Linked DNA regions of Anas platyrhynchos: region 2 is linked to region 1. Evidence: chromatin contacts called from public Hi-C data. All regions are on one chromosome and are shown on one strand. Each heading gives the region's core, a stretch centred on a gene start, on an enhancer-like site or on the middle of the called end of the contact. The rest is flanking DNA. Distances are from core to core; before and after follow the strand shown.

What was found. A called contact is a pair of places that touch in the nucleus more often than the background predicts.
Region 2: a contact with region 1 is called in a Hi-C map of subcutaneous adipose tissue, with 2.3 times the contacts expected there. The contact joins the enhancer-like site here to the promoter of METRNL in region 1. A contact is called at or near these places in 4 of 8 Hi-C or Micro-C datasets (F1 follicle, F5 follicle, small yellow follicle and 1 more).

Annotation. Positions count from the first base shown.
Region 1 is chr19:6,921,138-6,925,679 of IASCAAS_PekinDuck_T2T, forward strand. It overlaps METRNL (meteorin like, glial cell differentiation regulator), which reads right to left and starts at 1,864. Exons shown (of 4, transcript XM_027471421.3): 1 at 1,580-1,864. The coding sequence starts at 1,692.
Region 2 is chr19:7,052,910-7,057,482 of IASCAAS_PekinDuck_T2T, forward strand. It overlaps B3GNTL1 (UDP-GlcNAc:betaGal beta-1,3-N-acetylglucosaminyltransferase like 1), which reads left to right. Exons shown (of 15, transcript XR_005260235.2): 10 at 1,936-2,004; 11 at 4,274-4,348. Among named protein-coding and RNA genes, the nearest start is that of TRNAE-CUC, 62 kb to the left of the region's middle. Within about 2 kb of position 1,567, at least 1 of the 8 cell types and tissues checked has an H3K27ac peak or open chromatin away from gene starts, as enhancers often do. A contact at or near this core is called in subcutaneous adipose tissue, where this site is marked.

The DNA of each region.
Region 1 (4,542 bases), core at 614-3,113:
TTCTTTCCTTTTTAACTGCTAGTCCTGCAGGACAAAGCAGATGCTGTTTAACACCCGTAGGACTGCCAGCACTTCTGAAGACACCTGTTTGCTACCAGCAAGGCCAGAGCCAGCCTGGTTTACACCTCCCAAGACCCCTGTCCACCCGGGCATCAGGACTGTTGCCCACCAGTGGAAGCACCCAGCTGAACAGCGTGTGCAGGGAGGCAGCTCTTCCTCCTCCGTGCATCAGTGTGGAGCTGTCATCGTCGGTCCTGCTTGGCTCACCAGAGCAACAACAGGCAAGTGAGTCCAAGCTTGCATCACACATTTGCCCCGAACTCAGTAACAGGAAATGATATTTCACTTTTTTTTTTTTTTTCAAGCATCACCCCCTTAGCTGACACACAAGGCATTACTTATTCCAGCCCTGCTCAGGTGACACGGATGGTCACTGCTTGCTCTGCAAAAACAGAACAAAAATGAGAAGCTGCCAGGACAGGAACAGAGCGTTTTGTCACTTTTTTTTTTTTTTTTAAATGGTGCAGTAACCATGTGGTAAGGTCCAGGTACCTACATACAGCTAGAGGGCTTCGGGATGAAAGGAGGAACAGCTTTTGGGTGGGTGGGGAGGTAGAAGGGGGATTGGAAAAGTGAAATAATACAATTAGGAGGTTGCCAGAGAACTAATAGGTTTGGTCCATATCAAATGGACTCACCTTCAAGTGGATTCACTGAGATTAACTACACTTCAATGGTCAAGAGACAAAAAAAAAAAAGTTCAGAAAAAGTAAATAGCAGGCATCAGCGCGTTTCAGAGTAACAGCTAGGAAACCGTTCCGCTGCGAGTCAGTCCAGCTGCTTCCCCACTCCGCACTCTCCCTGCTCCAACCTACCTTACCGACACAAGCTGGCCAAGCCTTTATTTTAAGGAAACTGAGGTTTAAGCAGAACATCGGAGTCAACATTTTGGACTCCCCGAGTACTCATCTCCGAGCCGACGGAATGCCTGATCCCCAACACCCGCTGAAAACTCCCAACAGCCCAGGAGGTCCCAGACCCAACCACAGACGCTAAACTTATTACGAGCAATTAAAGGCGAGATAATTCGCCAGATAAACACTTGAGGAGCGGAGAGGTTTCACCAAGCACCGCCAGCAGCCGGCAGGACGCACCGGGAGCATCAGGGGGACCCGGGGAGCATCGGGGGACAGCGGGGGGCAGCCGGGGGGATCCGGGGATTGCCCCGCAGGTGCACCGGGTCCCGGGAGGAGCCGCACCGGGGCTGCCCGTTTCTCCCGGGGCTGCTCCGAAGTGAAGCCGCTGCAGAAAGCGGAGCGGCCGGATCCTGCCCGTGGAAGATGAGCGCGGGGAGAAACTTCTCCTCGGCGGGCACGGCACCGCCCTCCTCCTCTTTCTCCTCTTCCTCCTCCTCTTCCTCGCCGCTGGGCAGAGGGGGTCCAGCCCCCTCCGGCCCGCAGCCCCCGCTGGCCGCCCACACCCCCCCCGAGCCCCCTTTTGTTTTCGGCTTCCCTCCCGGGTGTAGAAGGGGAGGAACGCGCTTTTCTCCCCCCAGAGCCCGGCGGGGGTCTCTCCTCACCTCCCCTTCCAGTTGCACAGGTCGCTGGAGTACTGCGCCTCGGCTCCGCCGCCCAGCAGCAGCCGCAGCCCCAGGAGCAGCGGCAGGAGCCCGGCGGCCGGGGCGCCCCGCATGGTGCCCCCCGGCCCGCTGCGATCGCGGAGCTTCGGGCGCAGCCCCCGGGGGCTCTGCCTACATGGCGGGGCGAGAACGCAGCAGGGCGCAGCGGCTACCCCATGCCCGGCTCCGCGCCGCTCCGCTCCGCCTCGGCTCTGAAGTTTGCCCCGGCTCGCTGCGGGCTCCCAGCTGAGGGGCGGGAGAGGTCCGGCCTCCCCGAGCCGGCTCCTCCTCCTCCTCCTCCTCCTCCCCCTCCCTCCCTCCTTCCCCCGGCACTTGCTGCTCGAGCAAAACGCGGCGCCGGATCGGGAACCGCATCTGCCCCGTGGGCACGGCTCGGCTCGGCTCAGCCCCGAGTGTGCTGCCCGGCAGAGGGAGGCTGCTGCCTCTCCGGGTCTCCCCGAGCCTCGCCGGGCCGTGCTGTGCCGTGCCAGGTCCCCCACGGCAGGTGCCGGGCCCTCCTCCCGCCCTGCCCCTGCCCCGGCCGGGGCTGTGGGGCTGTGGGGCAAGGTGATGCCCGTAGAGCCCGGTGGCTCCGAGGCCCCCCCTTGGACCTGCACAGCCCCCGGGGTGCCCCTCGCCCGTGGGTGCCAGCAGGGACACGCAGAGGGGGGACACAGCGCTGGGACAGGTTGTCCAGAGGGGTTGTGGAGTCTCCTTCCTTGGAGATACTCAAAAGCAACCAGGTTGCCATCTTGCACAACGTCCTCAGGGTGATCCTGCTCGGCAGGGTGGTTGGACTGGGTGATCTTCAAGGCCCCTTCCAACCTGGCCCGTTCTGGGACTGATGCAGCACCGTGCTGCTGCAGGGGGTTCAGCCCGTAGTGGGATCCCCACCGGGCCACGTTCCCTCAGAGGGTGCTGGCTGATAACTTTGCTGGAAGCTTCTTGGGTCACCATTCAACAGGAAGCACTCAGGGCTCAATCATATGTGTAAAGTCTCCAGTGCTTAATGAGCACTCTGCTTACCCCCTTGCCTGGTTTAATATCCCTGTTTTATCCATAGTTGACTTTGGATACTTAAACTTCGTGGCAGAGGCCCTTCTGCAAGAAACCAGAAGTAAAGATGTGTGAGGTCTGCAGGGGGTGAATCGGCCCCAAAACCAATCACCCCAGGCCAATATAAACAGGAAAAAAAAAAAAATAGATGTGGGGATGGGGGGAAGATCCCAGTGCTCACAGACAGCGCTCTGGTGTGCCAGGCCCCACACATTCCTTTCGGAGCAGCAAGAAGGGGATCGAGATTGACATCATACATCCACAGATAGGAGAGGGGTTAAAATATTTCCAGATCACTGAGTTTCTTAGTCTCCCGTTGTTCTTTCAAGTGTCTGTCATGCAGCTTTGTTAAGGGCACTGCACAGCTTTTTCTAGGTGAGAGTTCATGGATGAGTATTAAACATTTACGCCTTGTTCACAGTTTGGTGTTACCCTCGTTAATACCTTTTAAAACACCTTGCGAAGTGTCTCGGGCGGCTAAACCAGGATATTCCAGTTTGGAGTGCTTCCTGCCTGCTTCTGCACCGAGGATTAAATCCTCAGCAGCGTATCCCCTTCCATTTGTGGGTTTAGCTTTTCATGTCGTTTTTGTTTTGTAAATTACAGGTACTGTTCTGTTGATTATGAAGTATTAACATAATTACAGTAATTATGTCAAATGATGCAATGCATGTAAACATGTAATTAGCATGCAGGGACAACACTGAGCAAAGCGATGACAACATGCAATAATGCAAAACGCCTTATTCTCCTGGTCATGTGCAGCGACACAGGCTTTAGAGCTCAGTGCCTTGATTATTTCTTTAGAAGGAGGTTTTGTTAGAATGTTTTGCTTCCTGCCCTAGCTTTGGAAAGAAAAGCATACAGAGAAAACACCATATTGCTTTATTCCTTGGTGTGTTTATATGTGCAACCCTCTGAATGCCCCCCAACTTACTGTATCTGATTCCCTTTGCAATACTCTAACTCTCTGTGTTTGTTAAAACAAACAAGTGCCCAGACAGCCACTCACATTACACTGGAACTTTTGAAACTGCCTGAAAACTGGGAACTTTTCAGACACTGGAATAGAGCGAGCTGTTTTGCAGTGGCTGCTGCCTCTGGCTTTCCTTCTCAGAAAAGGCAGTGAGTGGCCCTTAGTGCTGGGGGCCCAGGGCAGTAACGGCAACACAGGGGCTCTGAAAGCACTGCTGATCTCCATGCCTTCATGATGCTGCTACAGTTCTTCATCAGCCCAAAGTTGACGAGTCTTAAAAGTGACCACAGCCAGAGGCTGTGGCTGCAGAGCCCGAGATGGTGGCTGCAGAGTCTGGGCTGGTGGCTGCGGAGCCGTGCCCAGGTTAAGCCTCCCCCAGTTCAAAAGTGAGGGGCAGAAGGAGATAGGGAACCTCTGCAGCGAAGGGGCTGCTTGGTTTTCTCATTTGCATCTCAATCCCCACAATGCTCTTCCGGCTACTCACAGCTATTCCATAGTAGTGCTCTTGGCTGAGATCTGGGAACACGCTCAAAGGGTGAGGCAGCTTTTGGATGCACTGAGCTGTTTTCTGTTTGAGCTGTGAAAAGCAAACATCTTTTCAAGAGAGAACATTCGGAACAGTAATTTTTTGCATTTACAAGTCAGAGAGAGCAAAACTTCGCTGAAATCTGGGAGGAAAATATTGTATAATGTCAAGAGGAAACATAAATCCTCCACAGCAAAGCCTTTGCACTCCCCTGAAAACAGCAGTCGCTGAGTTACTGCACTGGCCTAATGTGGCAGGTCTGGAGATACAGGCTCTGGAAACAGCTCTATGCACTCAAACACTCGAACCCCAATAAAGCTCCCTCACCTTCCTCAAGGAGCAACTCAAAAGATGAGGATCTACACA
Region 2 (4,573 bases), core at 317-2,816, 130 kb after region 1:
ATACCAGGTTTTCCGCCTGCTGACCTTCATATACCTAAGTATCTCTATACATGTAGATGTGTGTATATGTGTATATATAAAAAAGACATGAAGAGGAAATCTTGGAATGTAGTTTATTATGCTCAGTTCTTGCTCATCTACAGTCCATACCATCTGATGTTTCAACTACAATAAACTATAATGGTGGTCAGGGAAAACAGAATGAGGAATGTGAAGTGTATTAATTGATCCAAGCACGGGGGGGGGAAAGAAAACATAAGAAAGATCTCAGTTCTTTGTCTTTGTGCATGAAGGAGTTGTTTGTGATTATTACTGCCTAACCCAGCCTGCATCAGTCAGAGACCTTGTACAATGTCTGTGAACTTCTGGTCCTTCCCTGAATTCCCTTTCGTTTCTTCAGTTACTCATATAGCCCCAAAGTGAAAATGTAATATTTCCTTAATGTTCCTTTCTTTATTTCTTGTGGTGCCTGTTTTCAAGCAGTGTACTTTCTTAGTATGAATGTCTACCTCTAAGGGAGTATTCCCTGGTAGTTTCAGGGACTGTTCTTGCCCACTCTCTGCTCCTTAGCTCTGTTTTCCACACTGAAGACACGTGGAACCCAGTTTTGTTCCTATTCAGCTTTGCCACTGGGCTGTACAGATGGTTCTCTCTGTTGGGAGTGAAATACCAATGTGGAATGCAAAAGTTCAGCATTGTGACACTAATGCTCTTGTGTCAGTGCTCCCCTCTGCTCAAACAGAATAAAGTCACATTAGGTAAACAAAAATTATCTTAATCAAAGGAGGAAAATAGGAGAGAGATGTATGTAGATACTGAAAGCAAGCCAGCCTTTTGCAGCTTTCTCTAATTTAATAAATTAATAAACAGCTGTTGGGCTTTTCAAATTTTCTCAATGTTAAGTGTTGTTAATCAATTTTTAATGCAGCAATTAAAAAGATAGGAAAACTGCGCTCCAGCTATCACCAGAACAATTGATTTCTGCAAGACCTTAAATACCTTAACTGTTCTGCTTCAGTGTAAAAGTTCTGCGTAGACAATAGAAATAGATCCAGTGTTAGCCAGAGGAAAACTTAGCTACATTTATTTTAAAAAGCCTTCCGAAATGTTACTGACAACTTAATGGTTCAAAAATGAGGACACTGTGTATTTTGGATTGCAGGCATTTACTATGCTTGCGTATTTATGAGGAACAAAAATTAAAAAAATCTGAAATATTTGGCAACTAAGGCTATAAATAATGCTTCCATAGCTACAGTAAGAATAACCAAAACACAGCAGCAACTATATTAATTATTTAAGTAAGAAATTTGCCAAAATTTTCAGTTGAAAAAACTCCCAAACCATGCTCACGATTAAGGATGTTGACAGTGATCTAAGTGTATCTGTGTGAAGTACCCATTCGAATTTAGAGAATTCTGCTGTTCCAGGGGTCAAGTAGGAATTCCCCGACTTGGTGTGTTATGGCCTAGAATGGAGGCTGGTATCACCAGAGGATCCATAGCAGCAGTGCCGTGCGGGAGGCATCCCTTGGAGGTTACGTGCTGGGACTGGGCAGAAAGAGGAATGTTTATTCCTCATGTGTTCCTCCACGTGAGTGAGGAGACCAGTCTCTGTTTGTATTTACTCAGCATGTCACTGAGGATGAAGTTAATGATCTCATAGATATTTTCTCTTGCACAGTAACTTATGCCACCTGTTTTCATGTTCACAAAACCACAATGTGCTCATAGCCAACTGCAGACGCTGCCTATCTCATTAAGGAATACATGGAAAGGACTTAATATATTTTTAAGCTCCACGGGAGGACCATGGTGCATTGCTCTGTTCGTGGTGTTCATTCACATGCCCTTAGCAATACATGGATGTGCTACAGGCGAAATAAATGCTGGCAGCAAAGAATGGTATGAAAGTGTTCTGCTTCTCTTTTGCCAGGTAACTGCATTTTGTGATGTTGACGAAAAGAAAATAACAAGAGGATTCTATACTTTTGAAGAATCTGAGGTTGGTTACAAGTACTTTTGCATTAATTACTGTGATCTGAAATCATTCTGGAAAATGTGATGAAAGAATATCACAAATTTTAAATATTGTAATAACTCATTTTGGTAAGGGGGCTGTGACTAGGGATTAGAGGTGAGGAGGCTTTGTCTGCCTAGGAGACTAGATAGCTGGGGATTCATACTGGAGTGTGAGCTGTGGAGCCAGAACCCCTGCCTGTGTTCGTCACAGGAATAATACCACTGCCTCATCTGGCAGGGGGACAGAAGAACTCTCACTGAGTACTGTTGTTTCAGATAAGATATTAAGCCAGCATGAAGTGTGATTATTTGGGAATATGTTTTATACAGATGCCTCTAGACCCCACAGGAAAGAACAAGTAGGCATGGGTTAGAGGAGTTACTGAAGCAAACTTCTTATCCTATTGAAGACAAAAAATAGAAGGAAGGAATACAATTTCACAGATCTCTGTGTTCTACTGTTAACAAATGATGTTAATAAAAAGCATTATGGCAAGTCTTTTCAAAACAGGTCAGCTTCCAGGTCTAAGCAGACAGGCAGGAGTACATCACGTTAACTGAAGTCAGCTCAGAAGAACACGTGTATATTACTGCAGCAGTAGTTAGTGAGTCAGTATTCCCGGTCAAAATTCTCAACTCGATTGCTTTCATGCAGCTGAAAGCACTCATTAGCTTCCCAGTATAGAATTTGACTTTACCTCTAACCTCTGAAAAGGTTCTGATGATGGGGTAAAGCACGGCCTTCTCTGACAGTTTGTCTTTTAGGTGGGAGTGGAACTTGACTCATGATGGACTAAAGTCTAATGACTAACTAAAATAAAGTTTCAGTGGTTAATTGTAACCTATCTGTATATTGTAGTCATACTGTACCTGAATAAGACATGAACTGATAGGCTCCTTCGTAGCCTAAAATTGTAGGAAGTGTTTTATTCCGTGGAGAAGGAAGAATGATATTTAGATAGCAATAAAAAAAACATATAGAAGAAAAAAAAAAAAGTTGTCTTGTTGCAGTATTAATTTTGTGGTAGCAATTAGCTCCAAGATCTGGAGTAAAGTTTCATCCAGATTCAGTCCCTAGAAAAGTCGGTGAAAAGACAGTTCTGTTTCACTGGGCATTGGGTCAGGTCCTGGGAGTGCGGTCTTCCGAGAGCGCAATTTGATGTTGTAGCTTGGCCAGTCTGACTGCAGGGGTGGTCTGACTTTGCTCGCTGGCCTCAGCCACACTCTCCCACTGCTTTGTTTATACTGGGTCTAGCAATTTTGTGGCTAAAGGATAAGTTGATTCAGTTAGCTGATCTGGCAGAAAATAAACCCTGAAATAAGAAGTTTTCCAGCAAGTTATCTTGTGAATCAAATTACCCTGAGGTTGCATGATCCTTGTATCTGATGAGAGTAGGCCTATTGGAAGGGCAGGGGGAAAGGAGGGGCATCTCCTCAGATGCAGCTTCTGATTAGACTAGAGTAATTGTAAAGTCAAATTCTATACTGGGAAGCTAATGAGTGCTTTCAGCTGCATGAAAGCAATCAAGTTGAGAATTTTGACCAGGAATACTGACTCACTAACTACTGCTGCAGTTATACTGTCAGCATAATTGTTACAGATCCTGTGCTCATGTCTTCCCAACACATAACCATCCGCCCAGATCAGTCATAAAGGAGATTGTACTGCAACCTGTTGTGAATCCTTACAAAATTCTACAGCTTGGATCCATGGCGAAGACCCACTTAGGCATAAGCCATTTAACAGCTCCCACTGAAAGAAAAAGATCTTGCTTTTGTATCAGCTTTTTGCCTTGTGCCTCTTCTGATGCTTCTCTGATGGCACTGTAAGCTCAGTAAGCTGATTCAGCTCATTAAAGGGGCAGAACATTAACCAGCCACAAATAATATCTATATGAGCATAACTTGCAATCAGATCAAAGGGGGAACTGTTTGGGGAAAGGGCTAAAAGATAAATAACCTGTAAGAGAGGAACGAGATCTTCTTTCAACAGCACAAAGCTCTCAATATAGATCTGGTATAGTGTACAGCTTCTTTTGGAGAAAAAGCAGTTGTATTGAAAGGTTGTGGTAAGAAAGTAATGGGTATTGAAATGACTGGGAAAATAATGACTGCAAGCATGTGACAAGCTGGACTATAAAGTGAGGTCTCAGAATCAGCTTTTAGTGCTTAGTAGCTCCTAAAACCAAGCTACCAAGTAACCATGTATGCTTCTGTAACCATGTATAAGCTTCTGGCTGTTCTTCTTGCAGGAGAGACCAAAACCAAAAATTCCAATATGTCATTTCAGAGAAGCAACTCCACCTTTCATTATCTGTGTGAAGCTGGTGAGTAGCCTGAGCTGTATGTACAAAATCAGTAAATGCTCCTTATGAAAATTAATTTCTATTTACTGGAACTGTCTTTTCCCAGCTTTTACTAATCGAATGGTCCTTCTATGAAACTGATTGTGCAGAGTATTTCAGGAGGTTAAAGCAGAGGTATTAAGAGAAGTAGTGTTAAGAATAATGAAGGTTAAAGCTTCTGTAAAGGAACTTGGGTCTGTTTTACCT